2 separate regions of the Gossypium hirsutum genome follow, and region 1 is linked to region 2. A link is a contact called in public Hi-C data. All regions are on one chromosome and are shown on one strand. Each heading gives the region's core, a stretch centred on a gene start, on an enhancer-like site or on the middle of the called end of the contact. The rest is flanking DNA. Distances are from core to core; before and after follow the strand shown. Region 1 holds the start of LOC107955625 (cancer-related nucleoside-triphosphatase). Region 2 holds the start of LOC107955620 (phosphoserine aminotransferase 2, chloroplastic).

Region 1 (4,171 bases), core at 1,556-4,055, 130 kb before region 2:
TTTTCCAAATATTTGAGAGGTCTAATTAAAATTTTGAGGCCACCGCTACAATCAGCCTCTGGTTTCCCGTGATATATGTATTACTTTTGGACCAACGTTCTTATTTGGCCGCTATAACTTTGTTTCTTTGATGGTGAAAGTTTTACGTATTAATCAAGTTTCTATTTCGGAAAAAATATATATATATGCTGTTGGGGTTGGGAAGCTTGTACGTATATATTATGAAATTGTGAACCAACGCCTGTGTGCTTGGACTTGGGCTTGAACGCTAGTTTTCAAGACCCAATACCAGAATCTAGCAGACACACCTAAGTTTGATTGTTTCAATGGCCTAATCCATACTTATATGGGCTAACCATGAATCCTGCATAATCATTCAAATGAACAAAATAAAAGAAAGAGCAGCAAGATGAGAACTCCAGTGCTGTTGATCGAATGAAGTAGAATTACAAATACAGGTTTTCTTCTGCAGGCATCCTGAATGTGTTTGATTTAGTTAGTCTGCCACAATGAGTACGGCCATGACTCAGCTTCATAGGCTTCAACTATTCTTTGAAGTAGTTCATGAATTCGCATTTACTTTCTTCAATAATAGCACCAATGAGTAAAGATCAAAAAAGAAATTTAAAGAAGTTTTAGTCATATGTCATGCCATAGATCTTTGATTATATGATAGATAAACACCACAAAATGTGCTTTTTAGTTCATTTTCCTAGCATCAGGAATAAATTGGTCTGGGAATTTTAGACAGATGACTTGTGATAATATTGTTTTAGAACATACTCTAATTCTTCCTAGACAGAATGCATACCAGTTTAGGCTAAAATGGCAGAAAGCAAGCTTCAAGATTCCTTGAGAAAGTTGCAGGCACCATTTTTGTATGCTTCTCTACTTCTTCCTTGTATTCATGCAAAGATTGTTAGATTGCATGAAAAAAAAATTCCCATAGTTTACAATATAGCATTAAGCCATACCATCAAATAAATTTACCATATAGCATATTCCCCCTTCTTATTGGTGCATTTTATTTGTTTTAATTCATACAAACAATTAAAACTTGCATTAATGTATATCTACTCAGTTTCCTTTCAATTTTCCAAGGTGAACACAGCAACTAAAAATGTGTTGAAATGCATTACAGCCACATTCTCAGACTACAAAATTGTTATCAAATATATTGGCTAACTGGTTGAAAATATATTCTATGATACAGCTAGGAGACCATAGGGAACCGCAAAATATAAAGAAATCAGCAGATAGGAAAAATATACCTTAAGCCACTGCAAGCATATACAAAATGTGAACAAAGATAAACCAGGAGTGCAATACATGACATACCATCCATCACTCGTAGGGTGAACCAGATTCATCATTCAACAAGTTTTAATCTATAGCCTCGTCGAGTATCTAAGGTTTAAGAAGCATACCCGCCAACTGAGGGTAGATTCTATCTTTCATCGCATCCCTGTTGCTTTTATCCAACGTGAAAATGGCTGCACCAGGATGATTCTTCAACCTTACAACTGCACAAATTCACACACAGCCATGCAAATTTAGTTATGAAGGGCAAACGGATTTGCATTTCAGAAGCAAAGTCTAGGAGATACTTTAAAGAATAATAATAGCCCAGGTCTTCCATGGTTTCAAATTAAACCAAGTGGGAACTTGATTAAAACGAAGGATCTGCACGATCACTACATTCACTTAACAAAAGAAAATATGAACCCCTTGAGAAAATTTTACCTGCAGGTATATCTTTGCCAAATTTTGGTATGGGGACAGTGGCGAGAAGAGGAATATTGGATTGAAGAATATTTAGAATGGCTGGAAAGAAGTATGAACTGAACAACTCCATTTTACCAACTTCATCAACAATGAAGAGACCAGTATCTTCTCTGATCTGCTAACAGATAGCCAAATATAGCCTTCAACAATAACCTTTATATACACAAATGAAATGAGCATGCCATGCTCAACTTAAACAGTTAATGCAAGTTCCTAATCCAACTGATTAGACCCTATAACTAATAGTAGCAAATTACAGCTCTAATTTGGTGTTATAAAGATGATAAAATTTCTTGGGTATGGGGCATAAATGATAAAAACTCTCAAAGCATCCAGAAAGAAGAGTTTACGTTACCTTCAATTCAGGCAATACCAATGATTCAAACGATGCAATATCCACTTTGTATTTCCCAACAGCAGGCCATTGTCGAGATTCCGGGCTGGAAATAGTGGAGCTGGCAAGGCGAGCTCTGCGACCATCCAAGGTGACCACTTCAAACCCAACCCTCTCACCGCCCTGTCTAATCTCTTGAGAGTAGAAACCCTGAAGCTTGATGCTGGGGTTGGAGAGCTTCAGATTCTCGCATATTCTCATAATCAGAGTGGTTTTACCCACACCCTGCACATTTAATAATCCCATTTCAAATTTCTCAAGATTGCCACATGGAAACTAATTCTTAATTTTTATTTTTCAGTAATGGTAAAAGCAATAGCAATCGCAATACTTACAGGAGGGCCGGTGACGAGGATGCATTTTCCGACACCTGCCATCGTCCCACTCTCAACGGAACCGTGAGCGGCAGATACAGAACCCAACTCCATTGCTATTGTTATTGGTATATACTAATGGAGTAAAACAGTTTCTGGTTCAAGTCATGGACTAACTCGTAAATTTTTTAATCAATTTGTTGGGCCACGGTCCATCGGCCGAATGCCCAGGCCACGCTCAGCAATTCTAGAGTTTGATCAGTCCCCATCTTTCCGTTCCTTCCGTTTATTTATTTGAATTAAAGTTGTTCATGTCCGGGCACCAAGTACGGCCTTTGGGCAGAAATATAATCCCAATAACTAGGTTAGGCAAAAAGAAAAAAAAGTCGGTTTAGAAATGGGTCCAGCCTCAGGTAAAGTTTTGACCTGAGCTCGACCCTGCCCAATCCTAATTTGTAATGAAAAAATTTATATTGTTTTTTTACTTTTTACCACTGTTTTATTATCATTTCACCATTATATTGTTATTATTTTATTATTAATTTTATTATTATTTTAAAGGTATTTGATTATTAAATTGTACTTATCATAGTATTATTTAATTATAAATAATTTTTTAAATTTATTTTCAATTTATTTATAAATATTTATTTTAATATTTTTAGTATATTTGGTGTATTATATATTTTTAAAATTTTATATAAAAAATAAAAAAATTTAATATGACTGGGCTGGGCCCGAGTTTTAGCATTTTTTATCTGGTCTGAGCTTGAGAAAAAAATTTAAACCCATTTTTCTAGTCAAGTCCAGGCCTATCAATTTGGGCATAAAATTTTGATAAGGTCTGGCCCGGCCCATGGATAATTCTAATTTGAATCGAAAATCCGAAATACATTCTCATTCTTGTAACTTGTAAGGGTAAACTACAAGAATAGTCACCCAATTATTCTTTTAATCATTTTTTGGTTGCTCAATTATTAATTTTTTCAATTTAATCACTCAACTTTTTGAAATTAAATATTCTAGTTGCTCCCCAGTTGTCATTTGATAAGTGACGAAAAGCTAATGTGGGCTTTTTTATTAGCCTAATAACAAATTTAGCCATCCAATGTTTACACGTTCTATTAATTTGATTCTAAATCTAAAAAATTCAAAAAATTTAATCCTCAACATTTACAAAATTGATCAATTTAATTTTAATTCTAAAAAATTTCAAAACATGAAAATATTAAAATTTTTATTTTTGGATAATAAAAATCATTTTAAAGTCTAAAAAGTATAAATGGATTATAAATAAAAAACCAAAATATATGTATTAAAAATACAAAAAAAAGAGAACATATATAAAATGATTCTAAAAGAAATAAACATTAAATAGATTGAGGAGTATTCGTGAGAGATGAAATTGGACTTTCCCATAGAACATGGAATCGACCAGTTATCTTCCTTAGTTTAGTTTAGTTCGGTTTTCAATTCCTCGACTAAATTTTTTAGGACTTTAGTTGTTTGACCAACGTACTTGGACTACCCAAGTTTGGAAGTTACTGATGACATGTCCAAGTTTGAAAAAAAACTTTTCTAAGTTTTTCATTTCTTGAAAGATTTATCATTGTATTGTTTTCTCTACTTAAATATTAGGCCTCCATATATTATTAAAATAAGGAAAAATCCAAAATAA
Region 2 (4,245 bases), core at 1,461-3,960:
ATACTGATAGGTGTCTTGAAAGTTAAAGGTTTATCTCATAGAAAGATCAATCTGAATGCTTTTTGTGTTATGATAACAATTTTGTAGTTGTTTATTATCTGCAAAATATAATAGCTATGAATATGATGCTTAGCTGGTTTGGTATGCTTAGCATGAAAATTTGATGTAGTTTTGACATACTTTTGTGAAAATTTTCAAAATAAATTTCCAGTCAAAATGACATTTCAAAGAAGTGAGGTGCTTTCCACTGGCTTGTATTCCTATTAATGTTAATAAGGTCTTCAACGCACAAAAATTTAGGCTTGATGTTTTGACCTCCTGAATCTGTCTTTTGTCTTTTTCTTCAGAAATTGTTCTTCAATTTGGATAAGTTGGTTTCTTGTGATCATCCCGCCGATAGCAGTATATGGTGAGTACTTGTCTCTCTTTGTTTTTCTTCTCAAGCATAGAATATCATAAGACTTAAGCTTTATTGTTATCATTATCAAGAAAAACTTGGCTATTGTAAAGAGCAGTTAGACTTTCCTTTTAGTTTACTAGAAAGTTTGGCAATCTCTTTTTAAACCTCTCTGCAGATTGGGCTGACTATATTATTGCTGAGAAGAATGAGCATATATGTCTGGAAATTATTTTGCACTGCGTATGATGGTTCATATTAAGAGGAATTTATCATAATATATAAATTCAAGTACCTGGTTGATGGTATCAAGTGGATTTACATCTTATTATGTATTTCAGTATCTGTGATATGCCTACTGATCATTTTTTTTCCTGCATAGAACAGGGTTGGATTGTTGATGTTTCATCTGGCATTGGTAAACAACCCTCAAGATGCTCTTGTTATCTGGACCTTTGCTTCTGTTCTATGTCATGGAAACTGGAAGGAAGGTGTTGAATTTGCAAGAGAATATACTAAACTGGAAGTTAAATTTGTTCCTGAAATCTCAGAATTTTCAGAAACTAAATCAGATGAAGACCTTGCCAAAGAAGTTGCTCAGTTTGCATCTCTGGTGCAAGATTCTGTTGGGGTCTTAACAGAGACTAGCAATCTATTTGAATCAATCTCCAGATATCCATTTTCTCCTTGCTCTGGTTTGGTAAGTGCCTGTGACATCTACTCCATTTGAACTTTTTAGCGTTTCTTATCAGAGAGAGGTGTCTATGTTTTCCATACTGTTGGTTAATTAAGCTGCCATCAGAAGTGCCCCTATGTCTTACCTTGATTTGCTTGAGAATGGACTGTTTTGGTTTCTTACTAAAAATATTGGCATCGTTCTGGTACATGAACGTATATGTGTATGTATCTTTTGTTAGTAAATTAGTTTTATCTTTTTTTCAGGTATTTGTACCAAAGATAACTGCAAAGAATACTGCTAAATTGTTTGACCTGATGGTAGAAGATATTAGATCTTTCATAAATGGAAGAGGGAGAATGAGCCCTGAGATAAATTTCCACTTGCTTGGGATAGGGGATCCATGTGAGACAAGATTTGTGCTTGGCAAAATTATTTTAGAAACAATGAAGGCTGGTCCCAGTGGAGATGCAACAGAGATAGGCAATGATGAGAAAGACCTCCAACCAAAGGCGACTGAGGAAATTTTGTCCAATAATGAAATTCCAGCGAAGAAGGTTAAAAAACATGCCCCATCATCATTTATTCCTGATGGCAACAGAGGGATGTTGAAGAAGCAAAAATTGGTTGACGATGATACTGCTATAAAGAACCAGGAAATGGTTACTAAAGATGAGCTTAACGATTTGGCTGAGAAGCACCAGGAGTTTGTGAAGACATGCAAATTATCTGAAAATAAGACAAACTCGATGCAAGGGAAAATATCAGAGAAGGAAGAGAAAAGCAAGAAGGATAAGGAAAAGAAACCTAAGAAGCATACGAAGGCAGTAGAGAAGTCGAAAGAACATATTGCACTACATACAGTAAGCAAGAAGCAGCAAAGGGTAGTTAGGGAATTAAATTTGAGGGAGGAGGATGAGATGGATAATTTGGAAAAAGTGTTGGGGAAGGAGGAGGTGATGGAAAGAACAGAAGAACATAAAGGAAGAGCAGGAGAGGAGAGAAGCGGTGTAAGTTCACTTTCTAGTCTCTTCAGGTGACGCATTCTCTTTTCCAACAGCGCAAGTCATGTACCAAAGTTGTGATAAAAGTGATAGATAGAGGAGAGGTTGGTAATTGGATATGGTGGGATTACACATTTCTTAACAAAAATTTGACAGTTTTGTGGTTAATGTGCTTTATATCAATTAAACACTAGCGTGTTTTGTATTGTTAACGTTCTTTCCATTCTGATGATGAATATTACTCGACCCAATTCCAAACTGTTGTTCTTGGTTTCATTCAAGTCGCAGTGAATAATAAATGGGTTGTGTTAGAATTAGAATATTTCACTATTTTTAGGGTCAAGATCTCATTTTGTTATTATGATTTATGATTTGAGTCGTCTTTTTTAAGTCTCTTCTGATTTTCATTTCATTTCATCTGTGAAAAGAATTCCTTTTTCTTTTGTAATTCCGACTTAGTTTGGGTCTGGCATGAGCCAGGTTCGTGCACTTTTGCAAGCTGCCCCTACCCTAGCATCCCGATGTATGTCTTGTTGCCCAAGTCCCTTTAAAATTACACTAATTCAAAATATGCAGCCGTCGCTCACGACATTATATGAAGAAAAGAAGCTCCATTCCTTTTATGTTATATTAGAATTAGTAATTTTACTATTTCAATGACACTTTCCCATTTCTGTTTATTATGTATTTAGCAAAATACGACAAAAAAAAAGGGTAAATAAAAATAATACTACAACAACTCCCAACGAGGCCAAGACAAAATTGAACTCCTAAGAAAATTCTAAAACGACGACGTTGTGTTTGTCGACTTCTCACCAACCCTGAGAGAGTGAGAAAGCAAGTAGGCAACAGCCGCAAAGGCACCTGTCCATCTCCTTTGCAGTCCCTTGGAAGTGATGGAGCCAATCGAAAAATATCAAACACTTCCATTATAAAAGACTCCCTTTTGCTTTTACTTCTTCCCACCAAACAAACTCCCCTCCCTCAACCCCTACATTTTACTACGCTCTCTGAAATCTTAGTTACATCCATGGCAGCAACATCTCTAAATGCCCCTAACGCTCCTCTCCTTCAAAAGACCCATCAAACTCATGTCTTTCTCAAACCCATCTCCACCATTCCTTGTCAAACCTCTGCCAAGCGCTTCTGCATCTCTTGTTCCGCAACTACCCAAGATCGCCTCTCCGTCCAATCCCAATCTCAAGATCGGGTCTTTAACTTCGCCGCCGGTCCTGCCACCTTACCCGAGAACGTTCTCCTCAAAGCCCAATCCGAGCTTTACAACTGGCACGGATCTGGCATGAGCGTTATGGAAATGAGTCACCGTGGTAAGGATTTCCGTTCTATTATCGAAAAAGCCGAGGCCGATCTCCGTTCCCTTCTCAACATCCCTGAAAACTACGCCGTTTTATTCCTCCAAGGTGGAGCCACCACCCAGTTCGCTGCTGTCCCTTTGAATCTCTGTGCCCCAGGTGACTCCGTTGATTATCTTGTTACTGGATCTTGGGGAGACAAGGCTTTCATAGAAGCTAAGAAATACTGCAACCCCAAAGTCATTTGGAGTGGGAAATCGGAGAATTACGTCAGGGTTCCCTCGTTCGATGGTTTAGAACTGAACCCGAATGCCAAGTATTTGCATATATGCGCCAATGAGACCATTTACGGGGTTGAGTTCAAGGACTACCCAGTTCCCTGCAATCCAAATGGGGTTCTTGTTGCTGATATGTCTTCCAATTTTTGTTCCAAACCTGTTGATGTAACCAAGTTTGGGTTGATTTATGCTGGTGCGCAGAAGAATGTGGGGCCATCCGGGGTTTGCATCGTGATCGTGAGGAAGGATCTTCTAGGAAATGCACAAGAGATTACCCCTGTGATGCTTGATTACAAGATCCACGCCGACAACAACTCTTTGTACAACACACCTCCATGTTATGGGATTTATATGTGCGGGCTGGTGTTTGAAGACCTTTTGAAGCAGGGAGGACTGGAAGAGGTTGAGAAGAAGAACCACAAGAAAGCTGGTATATTGTACAATGCCATCGATGAAAGCAAAGGATTCTACAGGTGCCCTGTTGAGAAATCTGTAAGGTCAATGATGAATGTTCCATTCACATTGGAGAAGTCAGAGTTGGAGGCTGAGTTTTTAAAGGAAGCCGAGAAGGAGAAGA

The links. A called contact is a pair of places that touch in the nucleus more often than the background predicts.
Region 1: a Hi-C map of leaf shows a contact between it and region 2, with 4 times the contacts expected there. The contact joins the promoter of LOC107955625 here to the promoter of LOC107955620 in region 2. A contact is called at or near these places in 7 of 34 Hi-C or Micro-C datasets (callus, fibers and leaf).

The regions. Positions count from the first base shown.
Region 1 is chrA07:67,669,972-67,674,142 of Gossypium_hirsutum_v2.1, reverse strand. LOC107955625 (cancer-related nucleoside-triphosphatase) reads right to left here and starts at 2,805. Exons shown (of 6, transcript XM_041117959.1): 1 at 2,515-2,805; 2 at 2,141-2,404; 3 at 1,744-1,900; 4 at 1,428-1,523; 5 at 812-898; 6 at 314-501. The coding sequence starts at 2,607. The coding sequence ends at 843.
Region 2 is chrA07:67,537,989-67,542,233 of Gossypium_hirsutum_v2.1, reverse strand. It overlaps LOC107955620 (phosphoserine aminotransferase 2, chloroplastic), which reads left to right and starts at 2,710. Exons shown (of 1, transcript XM_016891418.2): 1 at 2,710-4,245. The coding sequence starts at 3,108. LOC107955619 reads left to right here. Exons shown (of 14, transcript XM_016891416.2): 12 at 348-409; 13 at 785-1,097; 14 at 1,340-2,399. The coding sequence ends at 2,113.